2 separate regions of the Gossypium hirsutum genome follow, and region 1 is linked to region 2. A link is a contact called in public Hi-C data. All regions are on one chromosome and are shown on one strand. Each heading gives the region's core, a stretch centred on a gene start, on an enhancer-like site or on the middle of the called end of the contact. The rest is flanking DNA. Distances are from core to core; before and after follow the strand shown. Region 1 overlaps LOC121216387 (a long non-coding RNA gene). Region 2 holds the start of LOC107953440 (glutaredoxin-C1).

Evidence for each region. A called contact is a pair of places that touch in the nucleus more often than the background predicts.
Region 1: a Hi-C map of leaf shows a contact between it and region 2, with 2.9 times the contacts expected there. The contact joins the enhancer-like site here to the promoter of LOC107953440 in region 2. A contact is called at or near these places in 3 of 34 Hi-C or Micro-C datasets (all in leaf).

Annotation. Positions count from the first base shown.
Region 1 is chrD04:15,595,160-15,600,470 of Gossypium_hirsutum_v2.1, reverse strand. It overlaps LOC121216387 (a long non-coding RNA gene), which reads right to left. Exons shown (of 2, transcript XR_005912573.1): 2 at 3,965-4,993. Among protein-coding and RNA genes, the nearest start is that of LOC121216387, 5.7 kb to the right of the region's middle. Within about 2 kb of position 3,255, at least 1 of the 9 cell types and tissues checked has an H3K27ac peak or open chromatin away from gene starts, as enhancers often do. A contact at or near this core is called in leaf, where this site is marked.
Region 2 is chrD04:15,478,508-15,484,053 of Gossypium_hirsutum_v2.1, reverse strand. It overlaps LOC107953440 (glutaredoxin-C1), which reads right to left and starts at 3,154. Exons shown (of 1, transcript XM_016888751.2): 1 at 2,230-3,154. The coding sequence starts at 2,907. The coding sequence ends at 2,530.

The sequences.
Region 1 (5,311 bases), core at 2,006-4,505, 120 kb before region 2:
CTGATGTTGAAAACCATTCACTTGTTGTGAAAGAAACTAGTGAGTCAAGATTATGGCATTGAAGGTATGGGAATTTGAATGTAAAAGGTCTGAAGTTGCTGTGTCAAACAGAAATGGTTTTTAGGTTTCCTAGAATTGAGTCTTTAAATACGTGTGAGGGGTGTATATACGGGAAAAAATGTAAGAAACCATTTCCTGTAAAGAAGTCTAGAAGGGCAACTAGGTGTCTTGAGCTTGTACATGCTGACTTGGTTGTCCTCATTAAAACACAATCATTTGGTGGGAGTAGATATTTTTTATTATTCAGAGATGGCTACAGCAGGATGAGTTAGGAGTACATTTTATAGTCCATGTCGAAAACATTTGAAATATTTAAAAACTTCAAGGTACTTGTGGATAAGCAAACTAGACATTGCATCAAGACACTACGTATAGACAGAGGCGGTGAGTTTGTGTAGCTAAAGTTTAATCATTTCTGTGAAGAACAAGTCCTAAGAAGAGAATTGATTGCTCCATACACTCCGGAGTAGAATGGTGTTACTGAACAGAAGAATCGGATAGTTGTAGAAATGGCAAGAAGTATGTTGAAAGCCAAAGGGCTTTCAGATTAATTATGGAGAGAAGTTGTTGGAACTACAGTCTACTTATTGAATCTATCACCAAGGGTTATTCCCAATCAAACATCATATGAGGCCTGGTATTGGAGGAGACCTTGGGTAAGCCATTTAAAAGTTTTGGTTGTGTTGCTTATACTTTAGTTGACTCACATAAACGCAGCAAACTTGATGAGAAATCAACAAAATGCATTTTTATTGGTTACTATTCTTAGTCTAAAGCATACATGCTGTATAATTCTATTGGTGGCAAGATAATAATCAGCAGTAATGTAATTTTCAATGAAGATGCAAGATGGATTTGGGAAAAGAGTGTAAGTGATGTTAAATTTGAAATTGCAAATAAAGATGAAGCTCTACAAACTGAAGTATTACAACCTCCTTCTCCAAATCTTTCATCTCCTCTAACTTCATCAAACGTATCTTCAAGCAGTAAAAGTTCATTTGATGATGAAACTCCTCTAAGGAAATACAGATCTTTGGCTAAAATTTATGCAACGATGCAAGCCTTGTTTGTCGTTGATCCTACAACTTTTGAAGTGGTAGTAGGCAAAGAAGAGTGGCGAAATGCAATGAAAGAAGAAATTGCAGCAAGACAACGCAATAAGACATGGGAGCTTGTAGATCTTTCTAAAGACAGAAAAGTAATTGGAGTCAAATGGGTCTTTCGAACCAAGTTCCAAGCAAATCGCAACATTAAAAAACACAAAGCACGACTGGTAGTGAAAGGGTATTCACAACAACCAAGAATAGATTTTGATGGCACTTTCTCTCTAGTTGCACGGTTTGAAACTATTAGAATTGTATTGGCTTTGGCGGTACATTTGAAAAATGTTGTGTATCAGTTTAATGTTAAGTCAGCATTTTTGAATGGGGACTTACAAAAGGAGGTTTATGTTGCTCAGCATGAGGGATTCGTAGTCAAAGGCAAAGAGGAGAAAATGTACAAGTTGCGAAAAGCTCTCTATGGACTGAAGCAGGCCCCGCGTGTAAGGTACAACAAAATTGATACATACTTTTTCAAAAGTGGCTTTGAGAGAAGCAAGTATGAGCCCAATCTTTATTTTAAACAACAGGGTGCTCACGACTTTCTCATTATTTGTCTTTATTTTGATGATATGATCTACATGAGTTCCTTCTATCTTATAAATGAATTTAAAGCTTGTATGGAAAAGAAATTTGAAATGACAGATCTTGGAGTGCTGCAATACTTTCTTGGGCTTGAGGTGAAGCAAGTCAAAGATGGCGTCTTTGTGTAACAGAAGAAATATGCTATTGATTTGCTCAAAAAATTCAACATGTTGGGTTGTAAAATTACAATGACACCAATGAATTTGAATAAGAAGTTGAAGAATGATGATGGTACTGAAGCAACAGATGCATGGAGTTTTAGAAGTCTAGTTGGTGGCTTGATTTACTTGACTAATATGCGGCCTAATACCTCTTTTGCTGTTGGAGTTGTTTCCAAGTTCATGCATTATCCATCAAGACATCATTTTGGAGCTGTAAAAAGGATCTTACGATATATTGCTAGAACTCTTAATTTTAGACTATGGTATGATAATGTTACAGAGTTCAAATTGAGTGGTTATACAGATAGTGATTGGGTTGGGTGCTTGGAGGACAGAAGAAGCTCATCTAGTTATGTCTTTGGTTTTTGGTCTGCTGCTATTTGCTGGAGTTCTAAAAAACAAGCTTAACAACTTTATTTTCATCAGAAGCTAAATATACAGCTGCAACTTCATCAGCTTGTCAAGCCCTGTGGTTAAGAAGGATCCTAATAAATGTCAATAAAAAATATAAGGAAGCAATTGTAATCTACGGTGACAATCAAGCAGTGATTTCCATGTCCAAAAATCCATCCTCCCATGGAAGAACCAAGCATATAGATATTCGGGTGCATTTCATTCGTAATCTTGTGTCAGATGAATTGATTGTTCTGAAATACTGCAACACGAATGAACAAGTGGCAGATATTCTAAAAAAGTCCTTCCCTAAAGATAAACATGTTTATTTCAAGCTCCAGCTTGGTGTTTGCAATTTTGAATCAAGAGGAGTATTGGAGAATGATTCAAAGTCAGTTATTGATTACCTAAATCTTAGCTTTGACTGAGTTGTGCTTGTTTTGTTTTTCCATTAATTATCTACTTTCTATTGTAATCGTGCTAAGATTATTGTTGCACCTTTTATGTTAGTTTGTTATGGTGTAAAGCCTATTTATAGCCCTATCGTTTGTTTCATTGGGTAGTGGAATAATATAACAATTTCAGTCAAATAAATCATCACTTTTTCTTGTGTGACTCTGAGTCTCTTCTTTTTGGTTTGTTACCTGAATTAAATTCAAGTCTATTGTAGACTTATCTGTGTTCACTAGTTGTTTGTTACAAGTCTTGTGTAACTATTTCTTAGTTATTGACAATTATCCCCAACACCTATATCATGAATAATATTTTGATGGAATATGAAATTTGTTCGGGACAATGCATAAATTCTGATAAATCCCTTATTTTCTTTAGCAAAAACGTCCAGGAGCAAGTAAGGCTCTTAATCTCTCATATTTTGAATGTACATTATACATCAGACCCAAAAAAGTATTTATACATCAAACCCAAAAAAGTATCTTGGGCTTCCAAGTATGGTGGGACAACAGAAAAGTTGGCTTTCCAACATTTGAAAGACATGATGTGTATTCGTATTAACATTTGGTGTATTAAACCCCACTCTTAAGGAGGCAAAAAGGTGCTTATTAAAGGCATTTTACAAGTCATCCCTACGTATTTGATGTCATACTTTTATTGCCTAGTTCTTTTTATGCTGAAATGGAAAGTATCATTGGTAGATTTTGGTGGCAGAAGCATAAAGGAAAACAAGGGATTCATTAGTGCCAGTGGCAAAAATTATACGAACTTAAGGAAAAAGGTAGATTGAGGTTTAGGTGCCTAGCGAAATTCAACTTGGCTCTTCTTGCTAAGTAGGGCTATATGTTGCATGTTTATCCAGACTCTTTATTGGTACCCACGCTAAAAGAAAAATATTACCCGATGTCTACCTTTTTAGATTCGATTTTAGGAAATTACCCATCATATACCTAGATGAGCATCTAGGCCATGAAGGGATTTCTTCAGTCAAGAATGTGTTGGCGAGTGGGAACAGGAACAAACATATCTATCTGGAATGATGCTTGGATGTAACACCCCTCATTTGTCTCCATCACAAGATTAGGGTTACGAGATGTTACGACAATTAACAAGTCAAAAATATTTAATTTCAACTCAAAATTCAATTTAAACAATCATTAATATATAAACATTCGATAATCATGCTAATCATACAAAAACGAGACTTAAATCTAGCCAATGAAACTCTATAATCAATTCAAAAACAAGCATGGACTAATTCGAAACAAATAGAAAAGTAAGGTAAAAATAGAAAACAAGGGTCACAAGATCATGTGGCCAGACCGTATAACAGGTTTAGGCCGTGTGGCACTATTGGACATGGTCGTGTTGATCAACCGTGTGCAAGGACCAAAACCATGTAGGTGAAGTCACATGGTCGTGTCTTTTGACCATGTAACAAACTATGGTTGTGTGTGCTAATTGATAACTAAATCACACAGACCACACAGTCGTGCCATATACCCGTGTATGGCACACAATCATGTGTCAAGCCGTGTTTCAACTTGTTTGAACATAAATTTACCCTCCAATACAAGTCATACCATATCATGCTTACTTAGACCACAAGTATGCCATTAATCAATCATTCAACCTGTTCAAATCACACAAAAAACATATCAAAACATGCCATTTACCTAATTCTAACCAATATGCCATAAGGCACCATCACAAACAACATTCAAGTCTAACATTCAACTACAATTTCTACCAAATTCAAACTTAATTAAATAAGGCCATATAAGGTGACAATATGTTGTAATCCAATCACCAATTAACATTCCTTGCCAAGGCATATGCATCACATATTAGTTATCAAAAATAAAACCATACATATATACTAATTCGTAGCATCAAAAACAACTCCAACCAAAGTATTACCTATTCAAACATTATCTATTACATTTGATTCATCTATATGCATTTCATTCCATCATATTTATATACTCCATCACATATCAAGCAAATATCACATTCAAATCTCTAAACCAAGCTATGATCCACCACATCATTTACCACAAACACTCAACTTATATATATAAATACAAAATATGCCACTTATAAAGAATACTTATAAACAAATACAATATACTCCTATTACATGCCACATATCTTAAAATAAATGTTTCAAAGTCTACTGAAAGATAGTTGGATAATGTGATCTTCAACTTGATCCGATTACCCGGTTTCACAAAATAATATCTACAAGAAAACAGGAAAAATGACATGAGTAAGCTTCAATGAGCTTAGTAAGTTCATAGCTTAAAACTATATAACTTACCTTGAAAACATAGTTTAATAACTAAAAAACTCATTAACTAACATTAACCCTGTCAACCACAAGCATTCAATAGGTGAGTTTCATATATACGAGTCATTTAATCATCTCATTTATATGATATCAATCATTATCAACTCATGATATAATATCGAAAATCATGAAAATTTATACAAGTCATCCACAAGGCATCATAACCAAATGTCAAATATATATCATCAACATGTCATTTAACTATTGAA
Region 2 (5,546 bases), core at 1,905-4,404:
TGTCCACACGGCCTAAGACACGGGTGTATGTCTCAACCGTGTGTGACACACGACCATGCGACATGGTCGTGTGTCCCCTGTAGGTTTTAAAGGTTACAAGTCAAACAGTTACACGGCCTAGCACACGAGCATGTGGGCACACGAACGTATGGGCACACGGACGTGTGGCATAGCCGTGTAACCCAAGTTAGAGAGTTACACGAGCATGAACACGGGCTAGGATTTTCTAGCTTTTTCCTCAATATTTCAAATGTTTATGATTTAGTCCCGAATTGTTTGTAAAGTGTTTCTAACGTCTCGAGAGATCGATTAAGGGATGATTTGCAGGTATATGAATGAATTATGCCATGTCTATAATAATGTTTGGAAATGTATGTTTTTATGTTACGTTTTTACATAATGCTCCATAACCCTATTCCCACGACAGATATGGGTTTGGGGTGTTACAATTATTAGTCGAGATGTCGTATTTTTAGTCATTAAATCTTGAAACTTACCCACACTGTACTTGTATAATTTGTATTTTTAATTATTTTTTGTTCTCGAAACCTCGTTTAATGTTTTTGGCATGTCCAAACACCTAGGAAATGATTTAAAGTATTTTTAAAATGTGCTTAAGGTTTCGTAAATGTTAAAAATTAATTTACTAGATTTTAACAAGTGGTGAAATCATGATTTTGCTAAAAGAAATGTTGTAATGGTGAGAAAAGTGTCATTGTGACACCACTTATCTATGTCAAAATGTCAGACCAGGTAAGAGATGTTATAGTTCAACTAGTCTATATTGATTTACGGGTCAATTAGTTTAACCCCTATCTTCGGATCGATACCCGGCTAGTTCTTGGTCCAATCAATCCGACTGATTGATCCGATTTTGAAAACACTGGTTTAGATTGATGAAAAATTATTTTCTGATCCTATTAAGTCGAGCAAGTAAGTGGCAAATTTCAAAAATATAATTAATTCTCAACATCTCGACCTCGAGAGGGAAAATTTCGAGCATTGTTAGCATTATCAAATATTATAAAAGAAGAAAAAAGAATAGAAAAAAGAGAGAGAGGAGTAATGTAAAAGAAAATAAAAGAAAAATAATAATCTTTTTTTAAATTTATATGACGTGGAAGTTTATTATTGGTTGAAATTTTTGTAACGAATATAACATTTTGATTTAAAATAGGTAATAGAAGAATAGTTTAGATACTAATTTGTGAGTTAATTTTTTTCAAAAAAAATAGACTTACTAAAACAAATTTAAAATAGGTAATAGAAGAATAGGTTAAGCATTGTTTTTGGAAAGTTTAATCTTAGCAGGTAAAAATGGGTTTAAAGGCGATTTGGTTGAGTTGGGGCAGAACAGAATGGGTTTCCAAGCGTTGGGCTGTTTGTTGGGTGGTTTTGCATTTGCATGCAGGCCTTAACTAATTATTGGATTGTTTTGTTCTGTGTAAATATTGAAGGCAGAAATGTTTGGGGTGATTCATTTAGACCTGGACTACTGCTACATATATGTAATACATGAATGGAGGTCAACATGATCTAAAGTTGCGTGAATCATCATCAATATATGACTGTCCCTTTCTACCTTATCATCCGATGTCCTATATATATGAGAAGCATTCATTCACTCGGGTCCAAAATACCATAACTTTTGCACTATCAAGAAGCTCACTGGAACTGCAAGTTAGTCTTGGAAATTCCAAGTAGATTACAATGAATTAAGTAAATATTTATGGGAAAAAGAATCAAATCATGAATCTCAAACCCATAACAAGAAGAATAACTATATGCCTTTTATATTTATGCTAAGAGAGCCCATGGTCATGGCGATGGAAAGATTCCTCGGCCACTCCCAAAAGTCAAAACTTCCAATAGCTCCTCATTCCTATCCATTTCCCCAGCACCATATTCATAAGATTCCATCACTAGCAACTCACCGGCCTCTCTCTCTCGAATACATATTAATCTTTCCAACCCCACAAAATCATACACGTCATCATAATCCACTCTCACCACACGTGTTGATCCCAATAAGAAATCAATGGTTGTTCGGACATTGACCCCCTCTTCCTTCCTAGCTAGTCACTAATCGTCAAATCCTTTGTTTTTACTGTTTTTATGGCTGTTCAGGAACTGAGTTCTTGTCTAGGCCCCTCCAATTTCATTGTTTGGTCAAAAAAAAAAAGCGCAAACTAAAGAAACAAACAAAATAAAAAATGAAGCGGAAACTCATTGAAAATAACTATTTTAATTTGTTTCCTTTGTACAGAGGAGGGAACCATCAGCCATTACATTTCACACTTGAGATCAAAGACTAGTTAAAACTTGAAACAAAGGGCACACCAAAAAGACCCACTTGTGAGTAAAACACCAATAAGAAGGAAAAAAAAAGAAGGAAAAGCTTGAGAGACTAAAGACATATCAGCTACTGCTGTATTCCAAAATGGAGTAGACTCCAAAACTATCACTCCTCTTCCTCTGCCATGCTTTTCTATATCAGTTTTTTTTTTAAATGAGGAATGCCAAAGATCATCAAAGCCAGAGAGCACCAGCTTGTTTGAGAAGAGGAACAAGAGTGCCGTTGATATGGGAAGCCATGACTCTATCCATTGTACCCACAAGTTTCCCACCAATAAACACAACAGGAACAGCAGGAGAACTTCCAAGCAACCTCATCAAAGCCTTCTCCATGTCTTTCCCTCGAGGGTCTTGATCAAGCTCATACACAGTTGGGTTTACTCCCATCCCACAAAACAGCCTCTTAATGGCATGGCACATGCAACAACTGCTAATACTAAATATAACCACCGCATTCTCCGAAGCCAACCTCTCTATCCTCTCCAATGGATCCCCAACTGTAGTCCTGGTGGTCGGCACGTAAGAACCCCATGAACCCGTCTGGCAATGCATTTTTTTTAGTAAATGCTAATAAGGTGACTGCTTCTGCAGCAAGAAACTAATAGAGGGGGGAAAAAAAGAAAGAAGATTTGGGATTTTGGCTGAGGTCAGGGAGTGAGATCAAATAGTGAAGCTTGCTGCTGGTGAGAAATGATGAAGGTTTGAGTTGGTATTTATAGAGAAGGGAATGCAAAATATGGGCAAGTTTTTTGGGGGAATCATCAATGTTTTATTGTTATTTTAATGTGAATATAAAGGAAAGTAAACAAAGTTGGTCTCTTGAGTCTTTTGCAGTCCTCACTCCAGTCCAGTTCAATATTTGGAGAGAGAGATGGTTGTAAAAAGAGCTGTTTATGTTGTCCTTTTCCTTTTCCTTAAAAAAAAAGGTCTTTTCATGGGTTTAAGCAATAATAATCAGTTAAATATATAATCTGAGTTCTGTGAACTAATTGAGAATTTTTGCTCTCATTTAGAAATTCAACTAAATAATTACTAGGGTGTGAGACTAAAAAAAGTGATCTTTTCACTCATTTTCATCTAATTGGCTATATGATATATGTTAACTCATATTATTAGTTAAGCACTGATGATTGCGATGGATATTTTAGTTTCCAACTTTTATATATAATCATGAGGTAATGCTTTCATCAAAAAGTTATTCTTAGTTAATATGTTAATGTTTTTTTAATGAATTTAATTCTCTTTCGATCTTTTATTTTTGTATATATACCTACTTATCCTTTAATTATATATTATAATAATTATGTTAGTTTATTTTTTTTATTAATTAATATGATGATCTAGTGGTGAGGTCGAATATGAACATTCTCAGGGGCTCTCTAGAGGGAAAAAATAAACAGAAGAGAATTAGAATATTGCAAATATTTGTTACATATGGGACACATAATTAATATTATCTGTTTAGCATCTTAGATTATAAATTTAGCTTCCAATAAGGAAGAATTTGATCTTTATTCCTTTTAGACTTTCAATAAAATTAATATCATGGATAATAATTTTATTTATTTAATAGGGTAGACTGGAATTATAAAGATTATTTGAAAAGGTAAATATAAAAAGAGCGAAACATGATAGTCATAAATAACTTACCAATCACTCTTTGTCAACCACGATTGGCTTTGTCTAAATTTTATCCCTCCTAAATTATTTGATCAATTTAAAATCTTTTTTCCACAAGTACGGAAGCACATGCAATGTTGCTTCCATGGCTCACATGCAGCACGCACGCATGCCTTGGACTATACATGCAGCCTTGTCTAACATTTATGCAACAATACCTGCATCTTTATTTTTTTATTTTATTTTTCATGATTATGAAGTTAACTAAAATTAAAGTGGTGAAAACAAAAGAAAGCACAAACTTTGTAGGTTAAAATGAAAGAGACAGAGATGCTGAGGGTTAAAAAAAGGTTTGGGTGGGAAGCCAATGGGGCATGGCATGGGTTTTGGTATTTGCAAGCTAAGGAGTGTGTTAATGCTGTTGGTGAGAATAATAAATTAAAGAAAACGGTATTCTTGGATTGTGCTTGTCGACTTCTTTTTCAACTCCTACACCTTTCTTTTTGTGGATTTTGCCAATGAATAAATTATTAAAATCGTATTTAACCAATACTATTCCTACTCATGAACAATATTGATATATCTTTATTGAGATTATTGTGTTATGTTAATTTGTATCTTTCTTTTTTATTTTCAAAAAAGAGGGGGATGCATGGTGGTGGCTCAAAAACTACTGTGTACTGCTATGATCTGATAGAGATGATTTGATGAGTCAACTTTGAAGCTTTTGGAGATTAAAAAAAAGGCATCCATGCTTTAGATTTTTGAAGTGGATGGATGTACCTCGACTGAATATGTAGATATAGTCTAAAGTCTTAAAAAAGATTGAAAGATTGAAATGCCATAACATTCATGTAGCTGTCGCTCTCTGCTCTCCCTATGCCTATGCCTATGCCTATGCCACTAAAATAGAAGTTATGCTTTTCCCTTCTTTCTTCAACCCTAAACCCTATTTTCAGATAAACATATCTTAATGGTCAAAGTAAGCACACCAGCTTGGTCAGGATTGATGATGAATCATAGCCGTTTGATAGCTGAACAAAAGCTGATCAAATGGTGGGGGCTTTCATACACATATATATATATATTACACTTGGGTTTAGCCTAGCTGCTGACAGCATTAATATGTAGCAGAAGCTATTGCTTTAGAATGAAAATAGAAATGGGGCGTGATGTTTTGTCAGCTTTTTCTAATTTTGTGTCCAATTCTACGTTTTATCCCTTTGCTTTTCCTTTTTTTTTCCCCCTTTTCTAGTGAAACAATGCCCAAGTACACATTTCAACTGTCCATTGAAATAAACAGTATTTAGGAACAATCATTCCCTAAGCTTCATCTCATACTCATACTTGTATATAATATATATACTAGTTCCATATTTATTGTTTTATAATGTATATTATTTAGATAAAGTAATTGCATTATTAATTTTAAAATTAATATTCTTTTACAATATAGTCAATAAAAATTAAAAAGAATTTTTTTAAATGAAAAAGTTATAAGGATTAAAATAGTAAATTAAAAGTTGAATTTTTTAATAAATTAAAGTATGTAAGAAAGTGAGGACTAATCT